Regions from separate parts of the Mus musculus genome. Here regions 1, 2 and 4 are each linked to region 3. A link is a contact called in public promoter capture Hi-C data. All regions are on one chromosome and are shown on one strand. The core of a region is the stretch at or near the end of the contact, and the rest is flanking DNA. Distances in the headings are between cores, read along the strand shown. Region 1 holds the start of 4933422A05Rik (RIKEN cDNA 4933422A05 gene). Region 2 overlaps Dcps (decapping enzyme, scavenger). Region 3 holds the start of Hyls1 (HYLS1, centriolar and ciliogenesis associated). Region 4 overlaps Fam118b (family with sequence similarity 118, member B).

Region 1 (4,336 bases), core at 322-2,821, 290 kb before region 3:
ACAGTGTCAGTATGGTAGCCAATGAGGGTTATCCGAGGCTCGATTGATTCAAATTGAAAGACACAGGGACAAGAATTTGACACCTAGAAAATACCACTAATTGGCTTTGATTCAGAAACCCAAATGGCCAATGGGGTGGGCCATGACCTGGTAGGTGCTTGGAGAACTCTCAGGCACTGCTACCTCCCAGGAGCCAGGCAGCAGCCCAAAGGCCAGCCTGGATGTAGGGCATACCAAGGCTGTGCCTATCTTCTAGAGAGAACTGGACTTCCCTGTTGGAGCTTCTCTTCACAGCAGTGTTTGAGGCAGGGAAAACAACGAAGTCCCTTTTCTGTGTTCTCTTATACCTTAGAAAGGGTTTAAATATTTATCAGATCCTTGCTGGGTTGGCCTGCTTAAGCAGTGGGTCTTGCTGTATAAGGTGACATCTGTAATTGTCACAGATACAGTAAGAGGATCTGTTAGCATGGTTTGAGAAACTGGAGGAACCTGTGCCATGCCTAACATGAACTTCACCGGGTTAGAATGTTGATCAACAGCAGTTACATCATGTAACTAGTGTGTGAAGATGGTGTCCCCCTCTTTTCTTCCCCCTTAAAGTCATACATGCACATAATTTAAAAATGAGAACTTGTGATGGGAAATGCCAAAAAGCTGCCCAAGTACAGCTTTGTTGTTAGCCTTCTATGAGATATGTATCTGTGCCTCTGAGAAGTACTGCAGAGTCTGGAGGGGCAGGTGGCTCACCCGAAGCCCACTCTGAGAGCAGTAACTTGCCTCTTGGGTATGTGGGATTTTTTTCAGCCTGGGAATGTTCTACCTAAGCCCACAAATCCATTTTCAGCCTTCAAACTACATGTGTCTTTACATCTGATAACTGGGTCTCCTGCTCAGGGCTTCAAGAGCTCCTTCTATGCCTTCTCATTTGATTGACATCCAGGCTTTTAGAAGGGTTCTGGGCAGACACCCTGCTGAGCTCCACTTTCACCTGCAGATCCAGGTGAGCTTGGCACCCTCCTCCTGTGTGCTGATGACAGTTGGTCTTTTTCCTTGGTTTCTCTGAGCTCTAGATCCCCATGTGTCTCTGCCATGGGCATGATGCTCTTGAAGCTCCGCTATAGCTCTCTCACATCATGTGTTATGTATGCCAGGAAACATTTGTGAACCCCCGAAAGATCACCAAGGAGCTGAATCCAATGCAGTTGCATTAGCGTCTCCTTATTCAAGCTGGAGCTTGGGCTCCCAGGCATCCCTTGCACAGTAGGAAGGTGGAGCCCTGAGCCTAGTTTTAGGCAAGCATGATAGAAGCAAGAAGGGACTATCTGACTGGGGAGCCATTATAACCTTTAACATAATTGGCTGGTACTGGGAACCAAATCATAAACTTAACTTCTGTTTTCTTCCTGTTTGGTGGTTGCTAAGAAGTGAGGTGTTTGTTAGGGGCAGGCTTTTAATCTGGAGAAACAGATTTGTTGGGGAATAACTTGGAAACTGGTACTAGGCACAGGTCTTGTGGAAGGGGGTGGGGGTGGGGTTGGAATCTGGTAACCTGGAAACTGGTGCTAGGTGCCAGTTGGTTAATAACTCACGTTCAACCTTAGGTTAGGTTTTCTAAGATGGAGTCTGAACCCAAACGATTTGGTCTCTCACATGCAGACTGGAATTGAACCTAGGTCATGTAGAAGGACAGCTAATGCTCTTAACCCTTGGGTATCTTTCCAGCACCCTATTTTTTTTTTTTTTTTTGAGGAACATCCATGTTGATTTGATTTCCACTCTGAATGCACTAATATATATTCTCACCAGCAATGATTATAGATGGTAGTGAGCCACCCTATGGTTTCTGGGAATTGAACTCAGGACCTCTGGAACAACAATCAGTACTCTTAATCACCGAGCCATCTCTTCAGCCCTGCTTTCCCCCTTTTCATCTTTTTTTTTTTTTTTTTTTTGTAGGAACCATCTTTTATTGGGGGAGGGCTCATCAATTCTTCTTGGCCGCCAACTTCCTCATGGCTGCCAGCACGTTGCTCAGCTCCTCCCGCTTTCTCTTGGCGCGGATGTGCGTGCCCACTCTCTTCTTGATGAACTTGAGTGCGCGCTTGTCCTTGGACACTTTGAGCAACTCCATGGCTCGCCGCTTGTAGGGCGCGAAGCCGCACACCTCCCGGATCATGTCCTGCACGAACTTGGTGTGTATGGTGGGGCGCCCACGTCGCCGGCTGTGTCTCGGCTTACTGACATTTTTTGTCACCTTGTGGCCCTTGTTGAGGCCCACGGCCATGGGGTAGCACAGAGCCATGGCTGCTGCTCTCCGATGGCGGCCGGGACAGGAAGCTTCATCCTTTCTTTTATTTTACAATATTTTAAATTTATTCATTTCATACATGAATGTAAGATATTTTGATCATGTTCTCCCAGCATCCCCTTCTTTTATTTACTTCTCACTCCCAACAGTTCTGTCTTTCCACTCTCATATCCTTTTTTCTTACTCTTCTCTCATATATAACATCTCAGCCATAGTTTCCCCTTCCTCTTCTCCTCCCAGTCCCTCCATCCCACCTCCCTTCTCCTTCAGATCCACCACTCCTAGAAAGCATCAGATTGTCTTCCAAGCAGCAAGGATGAGGGTCTCAAAGCCCACCCCTACACTTCCTCCAACAAGGCCATGCCTAATAGTGGCTGCCACTCCCTGGGCCAAGCATCTTCAAACCACCACACCTTGTAATATGAAGGTGTTCCTGTGTGGATGAGTTTATTTTGTCAACTCTTCTTTTTCTCAGCAACTACTAACTAACACAAACCATAGATACTTGTCCTTAAAGCTTTGAGACTGTCTACCATCAGCACTTGTAAGTCTCCCAGACCTTTTGAGCTCATTTCCATGTATGGGGTAAAGAGGGAGTCTAGCCAGGCAGCTGATCGTCCTAAAGCCACTTGTGGGGAGAATCTTATTACCTCGTGGTGTTGTTGTGACAAAATTTTCTTTCGTTTTGTTTGAAGGTTACAGTGGATTGAATTATAAACAACGTCATGGGGCAAGATTTCATTTTATGATGACAGTGTAAGTGAAGTGAATTGTCTGATACTGCCACCAGATGGCAGTAGTGCCCCATATTTTGCCTATTTCTTATTTCCACTTCCCCAAAAGTGGGAATAGGTTTTAACCAAATACCAAATATCCTCCACAAATCATTCTTTGTCTTTCTTGCCCTCTTGATGAACTTGACTTTGGCCACTCCAGTGCTGTGACTCTTGTTCCTCTGTTATTGTTTTCTTGGCTAGCTTGAGCCTGACTTTTCTGTTCCACGGTGAAGGGGTGAAATTCGTAGGGAGAGGCCATGCTTTGGGTTGCTGGGGAGGATGTGAAATAGAATTCGATTCAGACTCAGCGATAAGAGGTTCATGATATGAAAAATGGAGAGTTTGATCCAGCTGGTCTCAACTAACAAGAGGCCTGGCAGGAATGTGTGCTCACCGCAGGGCTACAACAGCTTAAGCCAGAGATCCCGGTCTGGTCTCTAGCTCTTGGCTAGTTAACTAGGGCTCAGGGTCTAACAACTTGCCTTGTCCCTCAGTCACATGTACTAGTTGGTAGGTAAGTATGATCTTGACTCATTAATATTATACAGACAAATTATTAGTTTGTCATCTAGTAAATAGCCAAGAGAAAATAAAGGTGATGAGTTTGGAAGGTCCTGATCTAAGGATGGGTTTTGGGTGAGGAAGTGAATAGGAAAAGAGGCCCACTCCCTCCTTTTGCATTGCTTGCTGGGTGAGGAAGGCCCTCCAGGCAGGCCTGCCTCCTGTGCTTCTCTCCACAGGATCTTTGTTGCTCTAAATGCCAGTCTGACAGGAACTTACGGATCCTCAGCTCTTCAGGTCTTTGCACCTCCCAACTTCTGCCTCTGCAGACCTTTGACCCCTGGGTTCAGTGCTACGGGTGCTTTCTCTTCTGCAGCTGGTCAGATGGCCCCAGGGCACCCAGAGAATGCACCGGAAACCCAGGAGTTGGACAGCAGCTTCCCCCAGCACAGAGCCAAGCAGAGGCTGACTCTGACCTGAAGTCTGCGCCCCTTTCAGCACTCTGGGAGCTATTACCACCTGTCCATCAGCGGCATCAAGGAGCCAGGAGTGATGACCTGGACAGTTCAGACTGTGGGAAGAGGTCCGCGCTTTGATGTGAGCCACAAGGTCAGGGAGGGAGCAGGAGGTGAGGGGGGCTTCTGTGGAAGACGCCAGTCTGTCTTCATCACCCCTTTCATCTCTTGATTCTCTGTGACCAGATTCCTCCACCCCCGCCTCGGGATTGCACTAGGCAGCATTGTGGGATTCC
Region 2 (4,689 bases), core at 1,635-4,134, 430 kb before region 3:
CTGAACTCAAGAGGAATGGCTGTGTATTCCCACCTAAGAATACTCTCTACCATGTACCCCTGAGTCTGGAAGGAGGATAAAAAGGGCCCAAAGAGAACGCCCGTGAGCGACAGTGGGGAGCCACTGAAGCCAGTGAGTGGGCAAGGAAGTGACTCATCAATATGCATCAATCATATTTAACTGTGAGTAGCCACATGGGGCTAATTCCAGGCAGAGGCTCTGGTTGGCACTGGGCCTAAACCCAAAGAACTGCCAGGATATCTGAGCTAAGCATCCTGTATCTGGCTCAGCCACATCACTCTGTCACCTTTGTATACACAGGTCTATACTAAACACACACTGGGGACGACAGAATACAGCCTGCTGTGGAACGAACACAAGGGGGACTGAGTGACAGGAAGTGTTCGCTCCAAGACTTGGCTCCTGCAGGCTGGATTGCTACAGGAAAGACTAGGGGGATAAGAGGCTGGATCAAGGTCATCTAGCCCAACAGAAGGCTTTTACCCACTCACAGATCTTTAGTGAGGACACAGTCAGAGGCTGTCCAGGGCTACTACAGAGCAGATAACATTTCCCCGGTGAGATGGACTTCTCAGAGAACATCAGTAGCAAGCCCCAGTACCTCATAAAGGGCAAAAGATCACAAAGCCTGCACTGACTGTCCTGAATAAAAGGGCAACCAGCCCACACCAGGCAGCTCTACCCCACAGAGTCCGTCTACACTCCTCTTTGCAGCCTCACAGTCACACAGACTGTCCAGGCCCTTGGGTATTTGTGTACTATTTCTGGGACGACCCCAACAGGGGCTTGCGAAAAGACAAACTAGCTTCAGGACAGTGTATGAGACTTGGCAGTCAGTCACCTGGATGCTAAGGCTCTGGGATTCCAGGTAGGGTAAGGTGATGGTCCTGTAGTCATCTCCAGTCTCTCGGATCAGGCGGAGGTCCTGACGCATGTATTTTTGCAGGTGTTTCTCTGTGGCAGGGTACACCACAGTTGTTTTTATATCTACAACAACACAGCACAGTCTGATTAGAAAGTAAGACCATTAAATTCACGAGGTAAGCAACATTCATGGCCAAAAAAAAAAAAAAAAAAAAAAAAAAAGCTTTTACTCTTGGTTCTCTGGCCCCTCATGATATTAAACACATGTTTCAGGCACAGTGAGTGACCAAAAGTTTCTCACTTCTTGTATGCGAATGGCTAGGCATGTGGCTTTCTGGATGCAAAGCAGGCAGTATAGCTTGAGTCTTAGTGGCTCCCTTAAGTAGCTTAGTGGCTCAGTGTGGACTCTGGAGCCAGGCTGTCTGGGCTTAAGGCCTACCCGTGCCTGCTTCTCACTCGCTCCGAGTAGGACTGTGGCTCCCAGTTGGGAATTTGGTCTAGTTACTTAACTTCTGTGTTACCATCTACCAAGTGAAGACAGCAACAGTTCTTATGTTATATATGAAGTGAGTCAGTTACCTGAGAAGCTCTTAGAGCAATGTCTGCTGCTTATAGAGCACTTCAGAAGTGCTGATGGGGTAAAGGCACATGATAACTTGAATTTAAACCCACATGGTAGATGGAGAAAACCAACTCTTGCAAGCTGGTCTCTGACCTCTGCACACACTGTGGTAACACAAATAAGCACACAACTCGTTAGATGTTGAATCCAGGTTTCTCGGGTAGCACCATCAATGACTCTGGCTTGGATGGCTCTATGGCGCAGTGTACTGTATCGTGTCTAATTCTGCAGTAGCCTAGCCTCAGCTTGGATGCTAGTGTCCCCTTCCTCTGGAACAATCAAATGTCTGTAGAGATTTCCAAACCATCCTTCGGAATGTTAAAAGTGTTTGAATTGTAAAGACTGTGGGATTTTTAAGCTTGTAAAATATTTTATATTGCAGTGTTATTAATCTGTGACCTTGAGGACAATCAAGAAAGGAGAGGCTATAGCTTAACAGTGGTGCGTGTGTCAAGTTGACAATGAGTCAATTGTGCTAGATAGTTTTCTAGCCTCAATTGAGAGAACACCTCCATAAGATCCAGCATTTTCGTAATTAGTGATTGATGGGGGAGGGTCAAAGTGATGCCACCCCTTGGCTGGTGGTCCTGGGTTCTCAAAGAAAGCAGGCTGAGCAAACCACAGGGCACAAGCCAGCAAGAAGAACCCCGTCGTGGCCTTTGCATCAGCTCCTGACTTCAAGTTCCTGCCCTATTTGAGTTTCTATCCTGACTTCCTCCCATGATCAACACTGCTGTGGAAGTTTAAGACAAATTATCCTTTTCCTCTCCAACTTGTTTTTGGTGATGGGTGTTTCAACAAAGCAATAGCAACCCTAACTAGGGCAGAATGTTTGTTTATTTGTGTGTCTGTCTAATTGATACACTTTCACTTTGTAGCCTAGGGCTGGCCTAGAAATCACTAAATAGATCAGGCTGGATTTGAACTTGTGGAGATCCTGCCTTTGTCTCCCAAGTGCTAGAATATCAGTTTTAATAATCAAGAAATCCTGAGCCCAGTGTGCGGGCTCACACTCTTAGTCTAAGCAGGCAAGATCTCTTGTGAGTTTGAGGCCAGTCTAGTGTACAGAGTGAGTTCCAGGGCAAGCCCAGACTGTTACACAGAGAAACCGTGTCTGGAGGGGTCGGGGAGAAATCCTATAATTTTCCTGAGCAGACTACATTCGAATGCTCTGGTCTAGCACCACCTGGCTATGGTTAGGTCACTACTGTCGATAACATGTGGCACAGCTGGTGCCTGAACAAAGGTTACTGGGGGAGGGAAGGATGGTGACCTGGTGTTGCAAAATCAGCTGGATGTTTCTAAAGAGCCCCACACGCTTTCTCTGTGGGACTCAGGTCCGATCATCCAGGGAATAACATTCCCTGAGACTTACATCAGCACCCAGCTGCGAACCAGCAGCCTGCACTTTCACACTGGCTCTGAGGATGCAGATGGTTCTCCTGTACTTGCGTGAATGAGAGGGAGAGCGGTGGGAATTCAGAGCTCATCCAGTGTGCTGCTGAGGACACAGCAGAGGCAAGACTGGAACAAAGGCCACTTTAGCTTGAAGTGGTCTTTCAAGATGGCAACCCAGTTCTTCTAAAGCTCGGTTGCCATATGCAGGTGACACACCAAGCACACACCCATTCCATCGCCTCTGAGACAGGGTGGCATGGTGGAGAGCCCCGAGTATGGGATCAGAGTAGCCAAATAGTTTACCTTTTCTGCTGGGTGACCCTGATCATATGGCCTCTTAGAGGCTCAGATTGTTCGACTGTTAAAAACGGTGAACACAAAAGCTGCCTCTCAGCTGCTGTTAGCATTGAGTAAAGCATGCCGTCTGGATCACCAGGGGAGTTAAGTCTCATTCTCTGGACCTGACCCTGGAAATAAGGCACAAGATCTTCACAACCTTCTGGAAAGAAACTCTTGCTTTTCACTCTTCACGACTCTCTAATAACCCATGGTCAGACACCAGGCACATGAATCTCAAGAGCCAAGAGACTTTGTAAAAGAGACTGAAGGGCACCCTGGACCTTTCCGGGGCCTTGAGGAAAATGACATAACATCTGTAGTGCAAGGTAGAGGATGAGAATAGAAGTTTGGGCCGAGTAGCCTGGGTACAACCCCGGAGTCTGCATCCACTGGCTGTGTGATCAAGGGCAAGCGGCCAACCCTCTCTGTTGCTCAATTTCTCTCACCTATATAACTGACGGTGATAACGGCACTATGCTGGCAGTGTTGGTATGAGAACTACACCAGCCAGCGGGTGGGAGACATTCAGGAACTTTCTCACACACCGAGAGAGAGAGAGAGAGAGAGAGAGAGAGAGAGAGAGAGAGAGAGAGAGAGAGAGAGAGAGAGAGAGAGAGAGAGATATGGGCCTTGGCAAGGGAACTCTCTCAGAGTTGGGGAGAGATCCTGGAACAAAGAGGAGGTTGACACTGGAAAACAGCCTGATTCAGCTGGCAGAGGACGCACGGCCCAGGGCAGGTAGCCTGGGGCTCCTGGGGTTCCAGAGAGTGAGCCCTAGTCTGCCCAGGCTTGTCAAGGATCTGGCCCAGCCACCCAGGGTGCAGGGAGACAGGAATCTCACCGAGCCAGCCCTCACCTGTCCTCCACCCACCTCAGCATGGAGAAACCCCCCAGGCTTTGGCCTTCCTTCCCCAGAAGCTGCTGGAACCCCACAGGGGTTTTTGGAGCCCTGCATGCTAGTGTGAGGCCACAGCCCAGTTAGTTCATTCACCCCCTTTCCTGCTGCACCCACATTTGGGCCACCTCCCGCTGAGTTGACAAGTGCTCTCTCTCTAGGCACACGGTTACAGTTCCCACTGCCAGCCAGATCCCCACAGCAGGGATTCTTGAAGCTTCTTTGCCTCCCTTGGATTTCAGGTCAGCTTGGCAGCCTGGTCAGAGTCTATGGCCCTCCTTTGTCTATTCTCCCCCTACCACTGACTTACCACACAGTTTTCCTGTCCACCTTCCCATGAGAACAAAAAGTTCAAGAACACATTTCACTTATTTATTCTTACTACTCATCCCTGGCACCTCATATGGTAGACATTCAGTGATTACCGCACAAATGAATGCATGAATTTGGCTCTTTTTTTGGATTTTAAACCTTGAAAGAACATTTGTGTCCCAAATGGAATAAGATCTCTTTGTTTTATAAATAAATAAATAAACAAACAAACAAACAA
Region 3 (4,487 bases), core at 584-3,083:
ACACAAGTCACTTGTCATGGAACAGTCTTAAAAAGGACTGCTTTGTCTTTGAATTTTTAAAATTCTGAAGAGTTTTGTGTGTGTGTGTGTGTGAGTTCAAGTGTTCATGGAGGTCAGGAGAAGGCATCTTTTGAGTCCTTGGAGCTGAAATTCGAGGTATTTGTAAGGCGTCCATTGGGCACTGGGATCCCAACTCTGAGCCTCAGAGCAGTTTCTTACCTTATTTTGTTTTTCCTTGACTGGCTGTATTTGAGTTAACAAAAAGGAAACCTAGAAAAGAAAAACTGACTTTAAGAAACATTCTTATTTAAAAAGTCATTTCTAAAGCACAGTACATTGGGGCAGGAGTGGGGTGGGGGAGCCCTAACTGAAGGGTGTTAGTTACACTCTGGAGTCTATAGAAGCAAGAGTTCAAGGCTGAGGCAAATCCTCTTAAGAGGTTGTCTGGGGATGAATATAAAAGAAAATGGGTTCAGTTAGCTTCTTGGTTGTCATCACAGAAGCAGTCAATGAGAAGCTCCTAAAGGTATTTTTACAAAATTACTTCAGAGAGAGAATATTTATACAAACTCCAAAGTAGGACTGAATGTTAGAAAAATGTAAAGTAGGGAATAAAGCTTACTTCACTTAAAAAGTGGAATTACTTCAAAAGGTTTTGAAGTTTAATTGAGACATGTATATATCTCTTCTGGAGTTGGCCTGGGGTGATTTTAGACTAAAGCCAAGATGATTTTTAATGGCATCCTTACAGTGATAAAGTCCTGTTCCTTTGTGTTCAAATTATGTCCCCTTCATTTTTACACCTCAAATATGTAGATGCTTACAAGTGAAATGCAACTTCTCATGTTTATAGGTTATACTCAGTTCCTTTGCTTACAACGATCTCACAAGCTAAGCCATCTTATATATCGAGGATAAATATGGGTAATAGTGACTAAAATTACCTTTCCCTTAAAAACAAAAAACCCTCAAACAGTTTAATGCTCCAGGATTACCTAGTTACAGTAAAAAGATTCAGGGCTGGGGGGTGGGGTGGGATTTTTAACCCTTTAAATTCCTGTATTTGGCTATAACTGAAATTATGGTGCAATTTAACTTCTAAATTGAATGACAAACTGCTCTCTAGAAAAACTGATTATTACCTCAACACACGCGTTAGAGTGCCTCTATTTTCACTTTCATCAGCACTGCACACTGAAAAAACCTAGCCAACTTGAAAGAAAGGGCACAGTGATATTTTTGTTTGTATTGTATAGTTTTTATACGGGTTTTCTCACTCTTTCTGGGGTAAGATCACCCAGAGGGGTTCCTTCAGTTTTACTTGCTATCCTAAATCCTAAGCAAGCCGGCTGTACACTTGAATCCACGGAAGGTGTAACCCAAACCTGAGGCTACTTCCCTGCTCTTCCAACAATAACACCACCAGTCGCACCATCTGGCCACGGGCGTGCCGTGAGCTCGACTTCCCCAGGGACCCGTCCCCGTTTCCATGCTGGCAGGGAGGGCTCTGTCCACTCGCTTGCCCACCGGGCAAAAGTGGCGCAGGCAAGGTGTACATTACATTGTGACCTGCAGGGGCTTGGGCGGCCTGTGCTCGGGCTGCGAGTTAAAGACGTCCCGAGCAACGCTGCCGAGATTTACCTTGAACGCCAGAACCTGGCAGGGAAGAAAACGCGAATCCACGCGCAGCGGCCGAGGGAAAGAGCGTGGGCTCCGCTGCACCCTGTCCCAGGAAAGGTCCACCGCTCCGGCTCCGTGATCCTCACCAGCCTCGGCCGCCGCTGCCCAGGGTCTAGCAGTCGCGGCTCACCCCGGAACGCTGTTTCCCACTCGCGCAGGCGCACGACACCTCCACGTTCAGCGTAGTCGTTAACGGTCCGCTGTTCAAGTTTAAATCCCGAAGAGAGCCCACGCCTTTGGCTCCGCCCACCATCTCTCTCGTTGGTCCAGAGGCCAGACGTTCTCCACGTCTACATAACGATTGGTGCACATTTTCTCTAAGCCCTCCCCAACCTCGGGCCCGGAAGCGGGGTTTGGGGCGTGGAGCTGAAGTGGGAACCCGCCGGACCGTGGCGCGGAATCTGTTTCTTGGTCGTGTGGGTGTTAGTCTGGCGGTTAGGCAACGGGCTGGCCCTGCTCCGTGCCGCAGCCGCTCTTGGCTGTGGCCGGCGGCGTCGGAGGGTAGCGGAGGGGAGGGTTCTGGGGCGTGGCTGGCCCGGCTCGTGAGTCGGTCTCCACTGCAACCCGCGATAGGACCGCCCGACCAATTCCAGCTGCAGCGGTCCCCGCGGCACGGTATGCACTCTTCCAGAACGCACTATTATTGCCCTCCTTTTCTAGCGTACTGTTAACAAAATAGTATAATAAAAATATTACATGTATGTCTGACGTTTACAATGATTTGTGTACTTACAAAGAAAAAAAAAGGGACCCTAGTGCTTTGGGGACTACTGAGGGTAAGATCGGAAAAGAGGCCCCCATCCCCCGTACTTTAACTTTCTACATCAAATACAAATAGGTGTTTATTTCTTAATATATAGAAAGCTGGGTTGTTAAGATAGCTCTGGGGTTAAGAGCACGGGTTGCTCTTCCATAGGTCCTGAGTTCAATTCCTAGTAATCACATAGTTGCACATGGTTGGCTCATAAAGGGATCTTATGCTCTCTTCTGGGAGCGGGTGTTCATCAGACAGAGCACTCATACGTACCCCCACCCCTCAAATGCTAGAATGCTTAAATCTTCCAAACAATTCTTTTTTTGTTGAGGTTTTTTTTTTTTTTTTTTGCTTTTTGAGACAGGGTTTCTCTGTATATCCCTGGCTGTCCTGGAATTTACTTTGTAGACCAGGCTGGCCTCAAACTCAGAAATCCACCTGCCTCTGCCTCTTATCACTTGCCTACTTAGCTTTTTAATCAGGGCCCTTGCTCTACCTCTGAGGCAGTTAAGAATTTATGAAAACTGAATGACTACCCCTTGATGGACAATGTGACACTACTTTATTACACACATTCTTAGGACAAATATCCTGCTTTCATGTAATGCTTGTATGGAATTTCCTTTAGCATGGAACCTCCAGCTAATGTGTCTTAAGCAAGGTTAGATGATTCATTTTCTTACCTACTTTTGGACATTCAGCTTCATTTCTATACCTCAAAGTTAGGAGCTTGCCATGTAGCCCAGGCTGGCCTTGATGTAGGCAGATGGCAGACTCAGATTTGAGAAACAGAACAAAGGTAGGCAGTAGAGATGAGCTTAAGAGGTAGGTCATGTAGGCCAATGGGAGCAAATCTGACTTTAGCCAAAGAACTATGGAACTGGGTATCTGAAGCAGAATTGGGGCATGCTATGAAATACTCAGGTTTATTCTTGAAATTATTTTCTTTCCTTGAGAATAATGGATTAGAGGAATGCACAATTTTATGTAAAATCTGAATGAGACATAATTGCATATTCGAGGCATAGGTTGTGGTACGTAGGCTAGGATGGTAATGGCCAGGATATTAAGAAGGGGAAAGACAGATATATTTTGTGTCTATGACCAGAACACATATTTTATAAGGCTGAGGTGTGAGAGATCAAGTGTGGTTTCTTAGTTCATAGATTTCTGGCTGGTGCAGCTGAATGTTCTTTTCTCGAACAGGAGATACTGGAAAAAGACTTTTTTGGGTGAGGTAGAGTTAAGCTTTGAGCACATTGTATTTGAGGTGTGTGTTAGCATTCTGTTGCTGTGACTTAATAGAGACACTGAAATGGAGGACAGATTTATTGTGGTTCCAAGTTTGAGCTCATGCTCATTTAGGGCTACTGTTCTTAGGTGATGGTTGGGCAGAATATCACGGTGGGTAGAAGTAGAGGGAGCAGAACACAGCTGCTCATCTTGTGGTAGCTGGGAAGCAGAGAGACAGAGAGGCAGATAACATGCTGATCTTTTGCTGTTCTGTGGAACTAGCCTCCGCATGAATTCCCCAACTCCTGAGAGTTGTCTTTCAGTCAGTAGAACCCATCCTTATGAAAGAGGTCTCATACACTTTTTAAAAGAGTGTTGATACCATACTTGTTATAAACCCTTCCTCCTAGACCTTTATCCTAAGCGTTGTTTCTCAGTCAATAGAACTCATTCCTCCCTGGGACTAAACCACCAGTCAAAGAAAACACATGGAAGGACTCTAGCTGCAAATGTAGCAGAGGATGGCCTAGTCGGTCATCAATGGGAGGAGAGGCCCTTGGTCCTGTGAAGGTTCTATGCCCCAATATAGGGGAATACCAGGGCCAGGAAGGGGGAGTGGGTGGGTTGGGGAGCAGGGGGAGGGGCAAGGGGATAGAAGATTTTCAGAGGGGAACTAGGAAAGGGGATAACATTTGAAATGTAAAGAAAATATCTAATAAAAAAAATAAATAAAATAAACTTCATTCCTTTGGAAGGTGCTCTGCAAAACACATTTGCAAGGGAGTTTCAGCCTTAAGATTTGTTGTGATAATCATGAGGA
Region 4 (4,295 bases), core at 275-2,774, 320 kb before region 3:
GTTGGGTACACAGAAGGTACACCACTGTCAGCCTTCCTACTCTTAAGGGTGTTTCACTTCTTAGTGTCTCAAAGCTTTCTACTTGCTGACAGTCTGGGTTGGACCATCTCTGAAATATTTTCACTAAGTTCTATTTTATATAATAGAAGTCACTTTCTTTTCTTTTCTTTCTTTCTTTCTTTCTTTCTTTCTTTCTTTCTTTCTTTCTTTTTTTTTTTTTGTTTTTTGTTTTTTGAGACAGGGTTTCTCTGTATAGCCCTGGCTGTCCTGGAACTCACTTTGTAGACCAGGCTGGCCTCGAACTCAGAAATCCGCCTGCCTCTGCCTCTCGAGTGCTGGGATTAAAGGTGTGCGCCACCATTGCCCGGCAGAAGTCATTTTCTGCCTAACATCTATGTTTACAGAGAACCAACCAACCAAAAATAATAACAACAAAACCGATAACTTCTTTCACACAAACCACAATCTCTGGGGATGTGATTTAAAGTAACACTAAGGAAGGCAAACATATTTATGTGCCCTCCCTCCATAAACATGGTTCCAAAAATCCATTACTTAGACAAATTAAACCCAAGTAAAGCCATTGAGCACTGAGAAAGTATAGTAAATGAAACTTAATATAAGTTTTGAATACTGGAATATTCATGATTTAGTGTTCAATTCAAATACTAAGTCAGTTTTGTTTAAAAATTTAAAAATTGCTGGGCAGTGGTAATACAACACATGGGAGGCAGAGGCAGGTGGATCTCTGAGTTTGAGGCATCACAGTCTACAGACAGAGCTCCTGGACAGTCAAGGCTGCACAAAGAAATCTTGCCTCAAACAAACAAACAAACAGACCAAGACAAAACATAGTACTTATTACAAGACATGTACAATCTGTAACTATTAGTTAATTTAATCCCTAAAACCTTAATTGGGTATTATAGATTGACTCTTACATGAAAATCTAAAATTCAAAGTGTTCTAAAATTGAAAACATTTGGACCCCTGATAAGATGCCAACAAGTACAAAACTCTATTCCTGACAACAAATTACAGTAAAAATGCAGGTTCACTAAAAATATTCTTTACAATACCATCAGGCTATGTGTACATAAAAAAAATAAATAAATAAAAACCATGTTTCAGACTTATGCCTCATTTCCAAGATACCACATTGTGTGAACCTAAATATTAAAAAAAACAAGAACAACAACAAAAAACAAAACCCAAACCTGAAATGAAATACTTGTGGTCTCAAACATTTAAGAAAAGGAAGGGGTCTCAACCTGCACGATTAACTTACTTTACGATGAGAAAGCTACAGCACAAAAACCTTTGGTACTTCGTTTCAGAAGGCAAACCACAGCAACTCAGCTTGTAATGCCATGTTCTCAGTAACACCACTGCTAGTTTTTTAGCTTTAAAATATTTCAAGTCCAGAACTAATTTTTTAAGTGCTAAAATTGTAGCAAGCAGATGTACTTGATGGCCATTTCACAATTAGTCATAGTGGCAGTATGCACTATGCAGCCCGCTCAGTGTGGAAGCTGGAAGAACTGTGTGTTACACACTTCTAGCTGCCGCTGGCCACCAACACAGCTCTGGGAAACAGAGAAATGCATCATTTGCTTTGTTGGATTTTCAACCTGACTACTGGTTAATTTCTGATGCTTTTCTCTACAGGACCTTGCTGAAGGCTCATTTCAGGGGTTGAAGTTTAAGGAAACTAAAACACTCAACAGGTTCTGACTGGAATGTTTAGGTCCGCACCGAGAAGCTGAATCAAAAGTAATTCTGTATGTCTTTATCCCAGCTGTTCACCCATTCATCTTAATTTTGAGCAGACTAATGCTCGGTCCTCAATAAAGGGATATGTCACATGAGAAATGTGCCTATCCCAGTGAGTACGTTGTAAAATTGTTCTTAGTCATTGAGTATTGTTTTGGGGCAGCACTTACCCTGAACACTACATAGTGCTGCTAAAGAGCTTCAGAGGTAAGTACGGCAGTCTGGCAGAGAATCCCTAACATGTACCAACTAGTTAGTTCACACGTGAATTATGCTCTGTGACTACTGTTTGAGCTTTCATCTAGGTGGAATTTGCTATGTATAAGAAGTGAGTGGAGTCCTGAGTGAATGTGTGTTGTTTCCTTGGGCACGGCCAGGCCAAGGACTTTTCAGGGACCCCAATGAGAGAAGAAAAGCCTTCCTCAGATGAGGCTCAATGGCAAAGCCTTCCTGGGGTCTAAGTGCAGATGTTAACAACATGTGCAGACAATGTCCACTATAGCTGTCTACCATCAGATATTTATGACCTGAAGACTTCTCTCTGACACAGACTGTTCCTACTGAGATTAACTAAGCTTGCCTCCTTGTTCAGCTGTATGGGATAACTCTTCCGCCCTTGCAGCTCTATAATAATAAACATACTGAGCTGGCTTTAGCTTCTCCATTAGAGAGCCTAGACCATCCAATCCCATCCTTTCTTTCTGTCTCTCTTTTCTTATTTTTGTTTTCCTTTCTGCCCTGGTCGAGTCAATCTCTGAAGCCTTGGACAAGGCAGTGGTAGTAAGTGGAAACAGTTTTCTGTCACATGTAAACAGAGGCATTACCTGTGGCAGTGGGTGTCCTTGTTACTCCAATGACTCTGAAACCACTGAGAAGTCCTTCAAGGCTAACAGAATATATGAAAATCAAAGGCAGATGCTTAGTGAACACTAACAAAAGTGACAGTGGTGTCTTTAACACAATTTCCACGACAAATTTTCCAAATGAGAGAGAATACTTGGCAGGATGGTAATCCCAGATCATGAGTGGTAGAGACAGAAGGATCATGAGTTCAAGGCCAGCTTCAGTTACATAGTGAATTCAAGGCCAACCTGGGTCTGCATGAGAACCTCTATAAAAATTTCAAAACAGACAGCATTTACATTTTGAAACCTGTCATCTTCAGGAAACAGTTGGAGGGGCAAGGTAACTTTCTAAGAAAAATCCTGGGAAAAGGGGATGCGGTGTAAAGAGAGGGGAGAGAAAGGGAGTAGTTATCTGGATGATAGATAGGCTGTCACTTAATGGAGCTGGGTTCTGAAACCACCAGAATCCCAGGAGCCCTAGCTTTCGCATCCTGGAGGCAGGGAAAAGGCAACTCTGGCTCTTCTCTGCACTCAGCATTCAGGGGAGTCTCCTAACTGCTCCCTCATCCTCACGGGTTCCAGCACACACTCAGCACTCGACCCAGGCAAGCTGCATGCTACAAAGAACTTAGAATAACACCATGTGAGAGGTAGGCAGATGGACTAAGGCTAGTAGTAGGAAAGTCCAACATGTGTTGGTTTTTGGCCAGGAAACAAAGGATTTACAAATAACTAGTGTAAAAGATCTGCACATTTCTTGCAGCAAGCATCTCTATTTTTTGTTTATGAAAAATTATACAGAACACTTTTTCTTCTGCAGCAACAAACAAACCCCCCAAAAACCAGAAAAGTGTTCTCTCTCTCTCTCTCTCTCTCTCTCTCTCTCTCTCAAGGAAAATGGCAGTCATCCCATGTCTTGAGAAAAACCCAAGCCCCTCAAATCATGGCTTTTGGACCAATTCCAACACATCTGTGTTAGCAGCTGTGGTGGGTGGGGGAGGGGGGGTGCTCAGGATAAGTAAAGGGACTTCAAAGGAGCATTCCACAATCTTGTTGAAGCAAACACATTCAGTAAAATATTTTCCATGGAGAGTTGATAAATCCAGTCCACAATGTGGACTGTAGCTTTTCCTACTAGTGCTCAAAGCAAGCTTGCTATGTCCTCCTGAGACTCACAGGAACAGTGTAACAATGTCTAGCTGAGCAGGGATTTGACTACTCTCTTTAACCAAGGCTTAAAATGTTCTTCTACCCATGGTTAACCTTAGCTCCTGTCGTTATTCTTAAGCATCCTCCCAGAAACCTTTGACTTTTGTCAGAAAATAGCTTCATTAAACTCATTTCTTGAAAACTTGACACAGGAATCATGCAAACTTGATGTTGTTCTTTTACCAACACTCACTCCCATCCCATTAGTGGCAAGGGTTATCAGAGACCTTCAGAACTACCAGGCAAACCCAAGATTTCAGTAAGTCATTTCAGTCAAGCTCCAAAGAAGTCATATTAAAATTTCAGGCTCATGATCTTGGATTTCTTATTATCAGTTATAGTTTATATATATAGTGCACATATGTCTGAGCATCATGTCTGTGTTGTGTGTTTCAGAAGCCAGAGGGTGTCAGATCTCCAAGGACTAGAATTACAGACATTGTGAGATGCCATGTGAATGCTGGGAAT

What was found. Promoter capture Hi-C pulls out the DNA fragments that hold promoters and counts their contacts.
Region 1: a contact with region 3 is called in a promoter capture Hi-C map of pre-B cells. The contact joins the promoter of 4933422A05Rik here to the promoter of Hyls1 in region 3. A contact is called at or near these places in 16 of 39 promoter capture datasets (the C10 cell line, the HPC-7 cell line, the SN4741 cell line and 11 more), 2 of 484 Hi-C or Micro-C datasets (B cells and bone marrow-derived macrophages), 18 of 115 datasets of contacts at active chromatin or transcription factors (the 230-238 cell line, CD8 T cells, T-cell acute lymphoblastic leukemia and 11 more) and 3 of 9 other capture datasets (adipose tissue, liver and pancreatic islet).
Region 2: a contact with region 3 is called in a promoter capture Hi-C map of liver. The contact joins the enhancer-like site here to the promoter of Hyls1 in region 3. A contact is called at or near these places in 6 of 39 promoter capture datasets (the 3T3-L1 cell line, the C10 cell line, cranial neural crest and 2 more), 3 of 115 datasets of contacts at active chromatin or transcription factors (astrocytes, embryonic stem cells and stem cell-derived neural progenitor cells) and 2 of 9 other capture datasets (adipose tissue and pancreatic islet).
Region 4: a promoter capture Hi-C map of pre-B cells shows a contact between it and region 3. The contact joins the enhancer-like site here to the promoter of Hyls1 in region 3. A contact is called at or near these places in 6 of 39 promoter capture datasets (the C10 cell line, the HPC-7 cell line, cranial neural crest and 3 more), 12 of 115 datasets of contacts at active chromatin or transcription factors (the SCID.adh cell line, acute myeloid leukemia, bone marrow-derived macrophages and 8 more) and 3 of 9 other capture datasets (adipose tissue, liver and pancreatic islet).

The regions. Positions count from the first base shown.
Region 1 is chr9:35,279,534-35,283,869 of GRCm38.p6, forward strand. It overlaps 4933422A05Rik (RIKEN cDNA 4933422A05 gene), which reads left to right and starts at 1,572. Exons shown (of 5, transcript NR_040715.1): 1 at 1,572-1,673; 2 at 3,004-3,064; 3 at 3,825-4,182. It also overlaps the pseudogene Gm5614.
Region 2 is chr9:35,135,482-35,140,170 of GRCm38.p6, forward strand. Dcps (decapping enzyme, scavenger) reads right to left here. Exons shown (of 6, transcript NM_027030.2): 3 at 863-1,008. Among named protein-coding and RNA genes, the nearest start is that of Gm24262, 6.8 kb to the right of the region's middle. Within about 2 kb of position 2,885, at least 19 of the 459 cell types and tissues checked have an H3K27ac peak or open chromatin away from gene starts, as enhancers often do. A contact at or near this core is called in liver, where this site is marked.
Region 3 is chr9:35,568,236-35,572,722 of GRCm38.p6, forward strand. Hyls1 (HYLS1, centriolar and ciliogenesis associated) reads right to left here and starts at 1,834. Exons shown (of 4, transcript NM_029762.1): 1 at 1,642-1,834; 2 at 220-270.
Region 4 is chr9:35,246,072-35,250,366 of GRCm38.p6, forward strand. The region is part of intron 1 of Fam118b (family with sequence similarity 118, member B); the gene reads right to left. Among named protein-coding and RNA genes, the nearest start is that of Fam118b, 20 kb to the right of the region's middle. Within about 2 kb of position 1,525, at least 6 of the 459 cell types and tissues checked have an H3K27ac peak or open chromatin away from gene starts, as enhancers often do. A contact at or near this core is called in pre-B cells, where this site is marked.